Regions from separate parts of the Mus musculus genome. Here regions 1 and 3 are each linked to region 2. A link is a contact called in public Hi-C data. All regions are on one chromosome and are shown on one strand. Each heading gives the region's core, a stretch centred on a gene start, on an enhancer-like site or on the middle of the called end of the contact. The rest is flanking DNA. Distances are from core to core; before and after follow the strand shown. Region 1 overlaps 7530428D23Rik (RIKEN cDNA 7530428D23 gene). Region 2 has its middle 220 kb from the start of Gm31610. Region 3 has its middle 30 kb from the start of Gm31552.

Region 1 (3,121 bases), core at 571-3,070, 490 kb after region 2:
GAAACTTAGAATATCCAAGATACAATTTGCAAAACACAAGAACATCAAGAAGAAGGAAGACCAAAGCGTGGATACTTCATTCCTCCTTAGAATATGGAACAAAATACCCATGGAAGGAGTTACAGAGACAAAGTTTGGAGCTGAGATGAAAGGATGGACCATCCAGAGACTGCCCCATCCAAGGATCCATCCCATAATCAGCCACCAAACGCAGACACTATTGCACATGCCAGCAAGATTTTGCTGACAGGACCCTGATATAGCTGTCTCTGGTGAGGCTATGCCAGTGCCTGGCAAATACAGACGTGGATACGCATAGTCTTCTACCGGATGGAATACAGGGCCTCTAATGGAGGAGCTAGAGAAAGTACCCAAGGAGCTGAAGGGGTCTGCAACCCGATAGGTGGAACAATAATATGAACTAACCAGTACACTCGAGAGCTTGTGTCTCTACTTGCATATGTAGCAGAAGATGTCCTAGTCGGCCATCATTGAGAATAGAGGACCCTTGGTCTTGCAAACTTAATATGCCCCAGTACAGGGGAACGCCAGGGCCAAATACTGGGAGTGGGTGGGTAGAGGAGCAGGGCAGGGGTAGGGTATAGGGGACTTTCGGGATAGCATTTGAAATGTAAATGAAGAAAATATCTAATAAAAAAATTGAAAAAAGAACAAGAAAAGAAATCAAGGTGAGCACAAACAAGTGAGCAGATTAACATGAATTCATTAATTCCTCTCCACTCTTGACTATGGATATGATGTGACTCTTTGTTTGAAGCTCCTGTCTTGACTTCTCCACCATAATAGGCACTAATCTAAAATTGTAAGCTGAAATAAATCCTTTTATTTTATCACAGCAACAGAAATGAAACTAGGACCAGTTTTTAAAGCTGAATCTTTAAGCTCATTGTACATTGCTATTCCCCCAAAAGAAGGAAAAGATAGAACTTGAGTCTGTGTATTCAGAAGTGACTACCATGAGAGGTAGAGAACACCCTATCAACCAAGAATAATCTCTTGACCTCATCAGGGGCACAGAACATAAACCACAAGAAGCTTCATGGAAAGTGAGTGCTTAAACTAAGCCCTAAAGTATGTTAACCAGAGCCTGGAAGGAAAAGTCTCCCAGAAAGATAGGATGGTATGTGCTGAGGCCCAAGTAGCTGAAGCCCAGAGGGAATATCCGGGAGTTTGAGCTCATGGACCTGACAGAAGCAGTAAGAAACAGGACTGTTTTGCTCACCACTGTTTCTACTACTTACAACAAGTCTCAAAAATATGGGGGAAAAATATAAAGATTTCAGTTGGGAAACACAAATAGAAAACAAGCTTTAAATGTCCTGAAGGGTCTGTGGCTAGTCTTCAGTATAAGATTATGAAATGTGAAGTTATTGAGACAAAGACATGGCCTGAGTTTTACTTTAAGTAGGAAGTTAGTTGAAAGATAAGCTAGCTCATGGAGAGACGAGAACAGAGTTCAGATAAGGACAAGGGTCAAAGGAGGAAAGATGAAGTCAGAGGATTATAAATCACCCAGGCAAGAAGGAATGAAAGTTTAGACATTGAGAAGAGGGAAGAACACAGATATCCAAGAGTTATGACCAGAGGAGAAGCTTCACTGTCTCCTCTTACCCCACCTTTCCTACCTCACCTGCAGACAACAGAAAGTCCTTATAGGGACTCAGATACCCCTGATGTAAATACCAACTTGACAGAAGAATACACAGCTACTTAATCACACTAATACTTCATCTCTATGACTAAGCAGTAGGTAATCCCAGACAGCTGCCTAGAAGTTCCCAAACATGAATTTGTTTGGCAAGAAAGACCAAACATTCTGATTTGGGGTTGAGCTTTTGTTCTTTGGCTAAAGGCATTGTGGTCTGTCATACATAGCCAAGATCTCCATCTTCAAATTATCACCCAAGTAAATTTTTTGCAAGCCAATAGTGATTGTTTCCACTTTCAGCCCTAGCCAGAACTCAACTTACATAGAATCCAAGCCTGGGTATTGCTAATACTCCTTGCATTATGACCTGTGGGGTTAGTACTGTACCCCCATGTTTCAATGGTTAGGAAGGCCTTCACCATATTTAGCTTAAAGGAAAGAATCTCAACAAAATATGGCACATCAATTTTGTCGGTGATAATAGGACTATGACTGAGACCTGGGGCTAGAAGGAACCAAGCACTTAGAGCCTTCTTTCTGTGCTATTTTGGCCAAAGTAGGAAGTCTGGAAGATTTTGGTCTACTTATACTCAGGTCTCTTTTCTGTGGGTTCAGCATTAGTAATGCTCCACCTTATTCGAGGCAAGAAGGAGACTGCATAAGTTCTTCAAAGTTTCCTGCTCCTGAAAGCAAAAGCCATTTGTCTGCAGACCTAGGAGATGAGAATTTCTGGGTAAGAATTAGTGGCCATGTTGCTTTAATTATGATGCAAAATACATTGGCACTGGCACATCTGAGTATATCCCTGGCTCCAAACACAGTGGTTTTCAGGGTGGTGCCACGGCTGATGATGTTGCATCATAGCTGAGGCAGACTGGCAAGCTTCCACTCACCCTAGAGTCTCCACTCTCCGTGCCAACATGCTTCACCACCACCCCCCAGCCCACAAATATGCCACACAGGATCTTCCACAAACACACCATTTTCCCTTCAGGAAACAGTGTGGCTGTCCCATCCTCATTTCTTTTGGGACGTGCATTCTATTTTGCCCAGATTCTCTGAAAATCAGATGAGGCTTACCTCTAACCTAGCAGAACTTTGCCCAGACTTGCTGACCACAGGTGCCACTTCCTCAGCAAAAATACCTGCAGCCCAGCCATTTTTTGCTTTAGCTGAGTTACAGAATTCTTTAGAAGCTAACAGCACGACTATCAATCTGCCTTCCCAGAATTGCTTGGAATGTCTTCCTTTCTCAGTGGCTGCTAGGTACCTGTACAGGACCTAGGTGAGGGAAAGGCCATGGCCTGCCCATATCTAGGCTGCCTTTCTCCTTCCTGAACTCCACTTTTCCAGGAAGCCTCAGAGTAAACTAAGACACTGTGAATCTTTTGTCAGGACTCTGGTGTCCTTTGAAATAAATTAGTCTTAAATGGTATGTACCTCAAATTTAAC
Region 2 (3,072 bases), core at 153-2,652:
TCTGCCCACTCTCAAACAGCTGCAGTTCCCCTGTGTCTTGAATGAAGAGAATTGGCACTTGAGAGGAGTGCAATTGGAAAAGAAACAAAATATGCTTGCTCATATTTTCTTCCCAATTAATTTTCCTTCCTGTGTATGTAAGCGGTGGGTAGGGGTGCACACTTACACTTGCATGTGCAAAGTTTCTGTTTGTGCAAGTGCTCAAGCATGTTTGTGCAGAACAGCAAAACAAATCTCCTGGTATTGTCTCTGAAACTCTGTTCTCCTTCTCTGTCTCTGTTTCAGCCTCTGCCTCTCTCTCTGTCTCTCTGTCTCCCTGTCTCCCTGTCTCTCTGTCTCCCTGTCTCTCTCTCTACCTCTGTCTCTGCTTCTCTCAATGGTCTCTCAGTTGCCTGTAGCTTGTCAACTAGGCTAGTTGGCCAGCAAAACCAAAGCTTTTTGTTTGCCTCTATATTGCCAGTGCTGAGATTATAAACTTATACTATTATGCTAAAGATCAAAGCCATCCTTACATGGTCTATCTTCTGAGCTATCTTACTAGATATAGTGTTCATTTCAGATGTAAGAATGAAAAATAAGAGGAAGAAAAAAATCTGGAAATTATGTGAAAAGAACCTTCAGATGCCAGACAGTGAAAGAAGATAAACTTGCTCATCACAGTTTCACTGAATGTATAGCCTGTATATGAGAAAAATTATTTTAATAATTATGTAATGTGTTTTCCAAAGTTATGATAAGAAACTATGCAGACTTTTAAAAGAAAGAAATATAAAGGATTTATTCTGAAGAAATTAATTGTAAAATTAAAAAATGATAAAAAACAATATTGTTAAAATGTTAAACTGAAATCCTACTTCAAAATCATACTAGTGCCAATTAGCTTTTTAAAAGTTGTTTTTGCCAGGCATGGTGGCAAATCTGTAAACCCAGCACACAGGAGTCTGAGCCAGGAGGATTGCCACCAGTTCATGGCCAGACTAAGCTACGTAGTGAGTTATAATCAATAAAAGCCCTGCACCCTTCTCCCACCCCACCCCACCGCCCCAAAAAAGAAAAGAGATGGAAGTTAAATGAAGTGCTTTGGGAGAGGACTAGAGATCAGTCTGGTGGCACTGAGCTAATTTTACCTCTAATTTCAGCAATCAGCAATTAGGATACTGAATCATGAGGCCTGTGAGTTTCAGAACAGACTGTTTCAAAACAATAACAAAAACAAAAGACTATCTTATTGTTAAAATAGAACCAAAACCCTTGTTAAAATCTGAGATTTTGCTGCATTTTAAACTCTTAACACCTCCTAAAAATAGCTGAGTCAGTGACAGGTGTCAGGATGACCCAGGATCTGTGAGGCATTCCCTAAGTGCTCCAGCACATGACGGATTCTCACATGGCCAGCCTCTGTCCTTGACATGGTTGTCTTAGATACAGGCATCACCCAGGAGTTTCCATTCCATTCAGCCAAATGTCTCAATCCTCTGATTTTTCCTTTGTGATGGTCAGGTGCTCCTGATCTTGACAATCAAAGCAAACAGCTAGTTCAAGCACCGCCCGCCCACATTTGGAACGGCATTTAAGGTCAGTTCCAGCTGCCTCTTTTCAAGGGCACAGGCAGCAGCCCACTGGATTCTCCAGCCCATTCCTGTGGAGAAGATCCTTGACTAGAGGAGAGAAGGCTTAGGTCCTCACGGTCAGGACTGTGCTCACATTTCAGATCCATAGTGGAGGTTACTGAGCACTTGGCTAGAGGCACTAGGTTAGATCTTCACCACCACAATAATAAAATATTCCAGCCTTCCACTTACTAAGTGCAACACTGGGAAAGCCCCTTTAAAGTTGGTATTACAGTGGTCTAAGGTAATCACACACAACAGTGATCAGTACTTGGCACAAGGTAAAGCAGGATAGAAAACTATATAAGAACCCACCAATCTAGCATGGGCCTTACAGACATCACTTTGAATCATTCTAAGGTCATACAAGGACAAAACCACACTCCTTTTAGCTACCCTTCCTTCTGCACTCCTCTCTTTTTCCTCTTTCTTCTCTCTCTCTCTCTCTCTCTCTCTCTCTCTCTCTCTCTCTTTCTTTCTTTCTTTCATCATTCCGAGACAGGGTCATGTGTAACCCAGGTCAACCTCAAACTCACTATATAGTCAAAGATGACATTGAACTCCTGATCTTAACATCTCTTCCCCAGCTAGAAAGGCAAATGGATACCACTGTGCCTGGTTTGTGCAGTTATGGAGATCAACTATACCATTAGGCAATGGCTCTACCATCTGAGCAATAGCTTCAGCCTTTTCAACAGTGATAGATAGTTTCACTTTGCAACTAAAAGAACAGAAAGGCTAAAGCTCCAGGAAGCAAGTGGAGATGGAAGAGAACAAACTGGAAGAAAAAGCTCTTTGGGGGAATGATGAACTCACTGGAAATGTCATCTTACTCAACAGATGAGAAGTGTTTCCTCACAGAACATTGCATAATAGCAATTGGAATATTATAGTATAGTTTTTCCTCTGAGGCACTAATGTATTTTTTATCATTTTCTGCATGAATTATTGTCTCATCCTTTAAAGGCTGAAAACAGCGGAAGTTGGCTATATCAGCTTAGCTTAGTAGTTTGAGATCCTGTTCCCTCATGACCTATAATCAAGGTTTGGCTGGACTGCAGTTATTTTAAGCATTGGATCGGGAAGGACTTGCTCTATTGCTTATTCTCAAAGCTTTTAACAGGCTTCTGAAAACCAGATTTCACGCTTTCTCCCATGGGCCTGACATTGCCTTATGGTTTTGCAGATGACTTCCCTCAGGGTACATCATTCAAGAGGTACTGAGAAAGAACTTCCCTCACAGACAGAAAGCTCATGTATGTAATCAGGCATCAAAATTAACATCTGTTACTGGATAGGTGAAGAATGTCCCCCCAAAACTACCATATTAGAACACTTAGTCCTCAGATAATGATGATTGTTGGAGCATTGAAATCCTAGAATGGTGGGGATTACCTGAAGTAAGTAGAACTATAGAGGGTAGTCCTTGATGTTCATAGCTTGGCCCCACTTTCTATTGTTT
Region 3 (3,076 bases), core at 202-2,701, 480 kb before region 2:
AACCTACACAGAATATGTTAACTGACCACAGTGAAAAAAAGTTTAAAAATTCAAACAGATATAAGTGTATAGAACTGTATTTTTAAAATTTCAATATATATAAATAAATTTCATAACATGAGAAAAATATCAAACTAGAATAAAAACGGGCAAGTAATGTTTTGCAATGAGAGATAATGAGAGCAGCATCGCAAAGCTGTATGGGTATAATACCTCTGAAATATTTCTTTTAAGAAAACTGTAGTTTCAGATTTTTATATCAGAAAAAAGGGAGTCCTAAAAGTGAATATATATGATCCTATCACTTTACCAACTTGGAAGAAATGTTACAACATCATTAAAGGCCTGCTAAGGGAAAGCTATTGCCTATTAGCCAAAACAATAGAATGTACCTTTGTGTTGAAATATGCTATTGTCTCCTCCCTTAGGGAATTTTAGATTTAAGCATGTAAATCGTCTGGTTGAGAGTCTTCCTCTCAGGAAAGCAGGTTTACCTAAAGCCATACTTGCTGAAGAAACAGAAGGAATAATTAGATCTTTGAAAGATGATGCCTTTTTCCTTCCCAGCATGTCCATCTCATTGCGCTCAGGGCCTATGTGCCATCCTGAGTCCTGACTCAAAAAAAATGCATATTTTTTTCTTTTCTTCTCTTCTGTCTTTCTTTCAGATGTTGGCCATAACCTAAGTTGGTGCTCTGTGTTCTTGGGATTTCTCATTCTTTCTCTAAGATTCCTTTCCTCCCATGTGGCTGTTTACCATATGACTGACATCCATGCTGGCTTGATTCAAAAGGTATGGCTTTCTTTCTCCTTTAAGCTTTCACCCCTGGAGGAAAGACTCTTTTATTCTAGGTGACACTCCAGGACTCCCATACCAAAAGAAGAAAAAAACAAATAATCATCAGAAAGAGAGCATTGATAAGTATCAGTAGAAATCAGTAGAAATACTGAAGCTATCTAGTATTAGAAAAGTTAAAATTAAAAGAGATATTAAAATCCAATCAATAATATGAACGAAGCCTATAAACTTAAAATTGGTTTGTGAAATGATAATAGAATTAAGGAAATCAGTAGATAAATAAGCCACTAATATTAGCAAACAGAAAAGTTATTTCAGATAAAATGCTGGAAAACAGAAAATGTTATAGATAATACAGGAAGAAAGGGGAAACACTGTGATGAAAAAGGGCAAGTACTTTAATACATTTGGTTAGCCAGGGGACTATTGATGGTACCAATACCAAACTGGTCAATAGCATTGGATTGTGTATAAATAATTTTCTTAACTTGATTAAATAGTAATTAAAAGTATTAAATAGCAATAAAATATTTGTGTGTGTGTGTGTGTGTTTGAACAGAAATACAAACTTTCGCCTGGCCTCATCTGTACTCTAGCCTCAGCTTAAGCTGTAACAACTGGCTCAAAGATATTTTAGACTGAATATGACTGCTAGAAATTCTCTCTGCATGCCAGGAACATTCCACCACTCCCTGGGGGAGTCTTCCAAGGGGAAATGTCCAACTAACAGAATGCAACAAGAACTCTCATGTCCTGAGACCAAGACAGAAATATTATGTGTTTGATTATGTTGCATATACTATTAAGTTTTTGATTTTTGCATTTTTAATCCATCTTCTTTCCATTTTATCAGCAATACTTTCAAGTACCCTACCTTCTATTTTCTACTCCTTTCTTCTAACTTCAGTTTTCTAGTGAAACTTAGGCTGAACTCTGTACTTCGGTGATTTCTTTGATGACATTAATTCTGTCAAACATTTTTTGAATATATTACAAGATTTTCCTCAAAGATCATGCCTATTAAACTCTAAAAATAGAATACCATATGTCTGTTCCTAATGCAGGCATTTAAAGTTACCACAAGAAGGAGTCTGATTACTTGGATTTGGCCATACATGGCTAGGGAAACAGACAATAAAGAGCCACAAGGAATCATTTCAAAACGAAAACATCCTAACATCCTGCATACTTGCATAGTGGTGTGTGTGTGTGTGTGTGTGTGTGTGTGTGTGTGTGTGTGTGCTGTCAAATTATCATTTTGGTTTTATACCATGTCTCAGGCTTGAACCCAGGATCTAGACATGCTAGAAAAATATTCTACCACAGAACTATGCCCATAACCCCAGTAGTATATTCTTTGGTTAGTAATCAATTGTTAAAAACTGTATATTCACTACAACTAACTCCTCATTAATTTGTTTTTAAAATATTAAGAACTTGTCAGGTGATAAACACTCTACTAGGGGATCTACCAGTGAAAACCAAAGATGCAGCCCTCTCCTCTGCCCTGCCTTAGAACTCAAATTACTTATTTGCTTTTCAAGGTCCTTTAGGCTTTCTTGACTGCTCACTGGCTTTTATTTACATGGAATGTTGTGCTCTATGCATTTGTATGCTCAGATATTACAGCTCTTTTTGAAGTAAATTTTAAATGACTGGAGCCACAGTGAATTTCCCCTGTGCTTGGGTCCTAAAAGTATTGCTTAGTCTCTGCTCTCAGATTAAATTATCTGCTTTTCTAATGGTATTGGAATAATCTGCCTTGCATTATTAATGAGATACCCCATCTGACTAGACTCCAGACTCTTTAAGTAAAATGATCTTGTCTTACTAAACCTTTTATAGACTCCAGTATTTAGAAAAGTGTCTGTGCCATAGGAAGCAGGCATTTATTAATTAAATGACTACACAGATGTGTCATTGTAGTACTGGCAAATGATTCTCTTTGTTTTAATATTTTCTACCAAATAATTCACCAGACTATTTTCTTCCCATAACCGATTTTGAGTCAGCTTAAGCCTTTCATATCTAATTCTAGCTTGTGGCATCTATGATAACCTTTGCACACAAACCGTATAACCAAGTTTATTCAGGATCATATATTAAATAAGAGTAATTAGGCTCTCAGGGAAAATGTAATGCCTGATCACATATGAAAACATGACTAGAAGGTGTGGGATTTAAGATTTCTTTTGTGGAATTCTAATTCAGAAGTTACATTCTGAAACATAGAAAATAGTTTCCAAAAATCTGACTCCTATAAAAATTGGTTATTGT

The links. Hi-C and Micro-C count contacts between places; a contact is called where the count stands out from the background.
Region 1: a contact with region 2 is called in a Hi-C map of myocytes, with 3 times the contacts expected there. The contact joins two enhancer-like sites. A contact is called at or near these places in 2 of 484 Hi-C or Micro-C datasets (the N1E-115 cell line and myocytes).
Region 3: a Hi-C map of myocytes shows a contact between it and region 2, with 4 times the contacts expected there. The contact joins two enhancer-like sites. A contact is called at or near these places in 1 of 484 Hi-C or Micro-C datasets (myocytes) and 1 of 115 datasets of contacts at active chromatin or transcription factors (heart atrium).

What each region holds. Positions count from the first base shown.
Region 1 is chr3:21,759,576-21,762,696 of GRCm38.p6, forward strand. All of the region lies in intron 1 of 7530428D23Rik (RIKEN cDNA 7530428D23 gene), which reads right to left. Among named protein-coding and RNA genes, the nearest start is that of 7530428D23Rik, 40 kb to the right of the region's middle. Within about 2 kb of position 1,821, at least 47 of the 459 cell types and tissues checked have an H3K27ac peak or open chromatin away from gene starts, as enhancers often do. A contact at or near this core is called in myocytes, where this site is marked.
Region 2 is chr3:21,270,984-21,274,055 of GRCm38.p6, forward strand. No RefSeq gene overlaps it. Among named protein-coding and RNA genes, the nearest start is that of Gm31610, 220 kb to the right of the region's middle. Within about 2 kb of position 1,403, at least 10 of the 459 cell types and tissues checked have an H3K27ac peak or open chromatin away from gene starts, as enhancers often do. A contact at or near this core is called in heart atrium and myocytes, where this site is marked.
Region 3 is chr3:20,791,245-20,794,320 of GRCm38.p6, forward strand. No RefSeq gene overlaps it. Among named protein-coding and RNA genes, the nearest start is that of Gm31552, 30 kb to the right of the region's middle. Within about 2 kb of position 1,452, at least 10 of the 459 cell types and tissues checked have an H3K27ac peak or open chromatin away from gene starts, as enhancers often do. A contact at or near this core is called in heart atrium and myocytes, where this site is marked.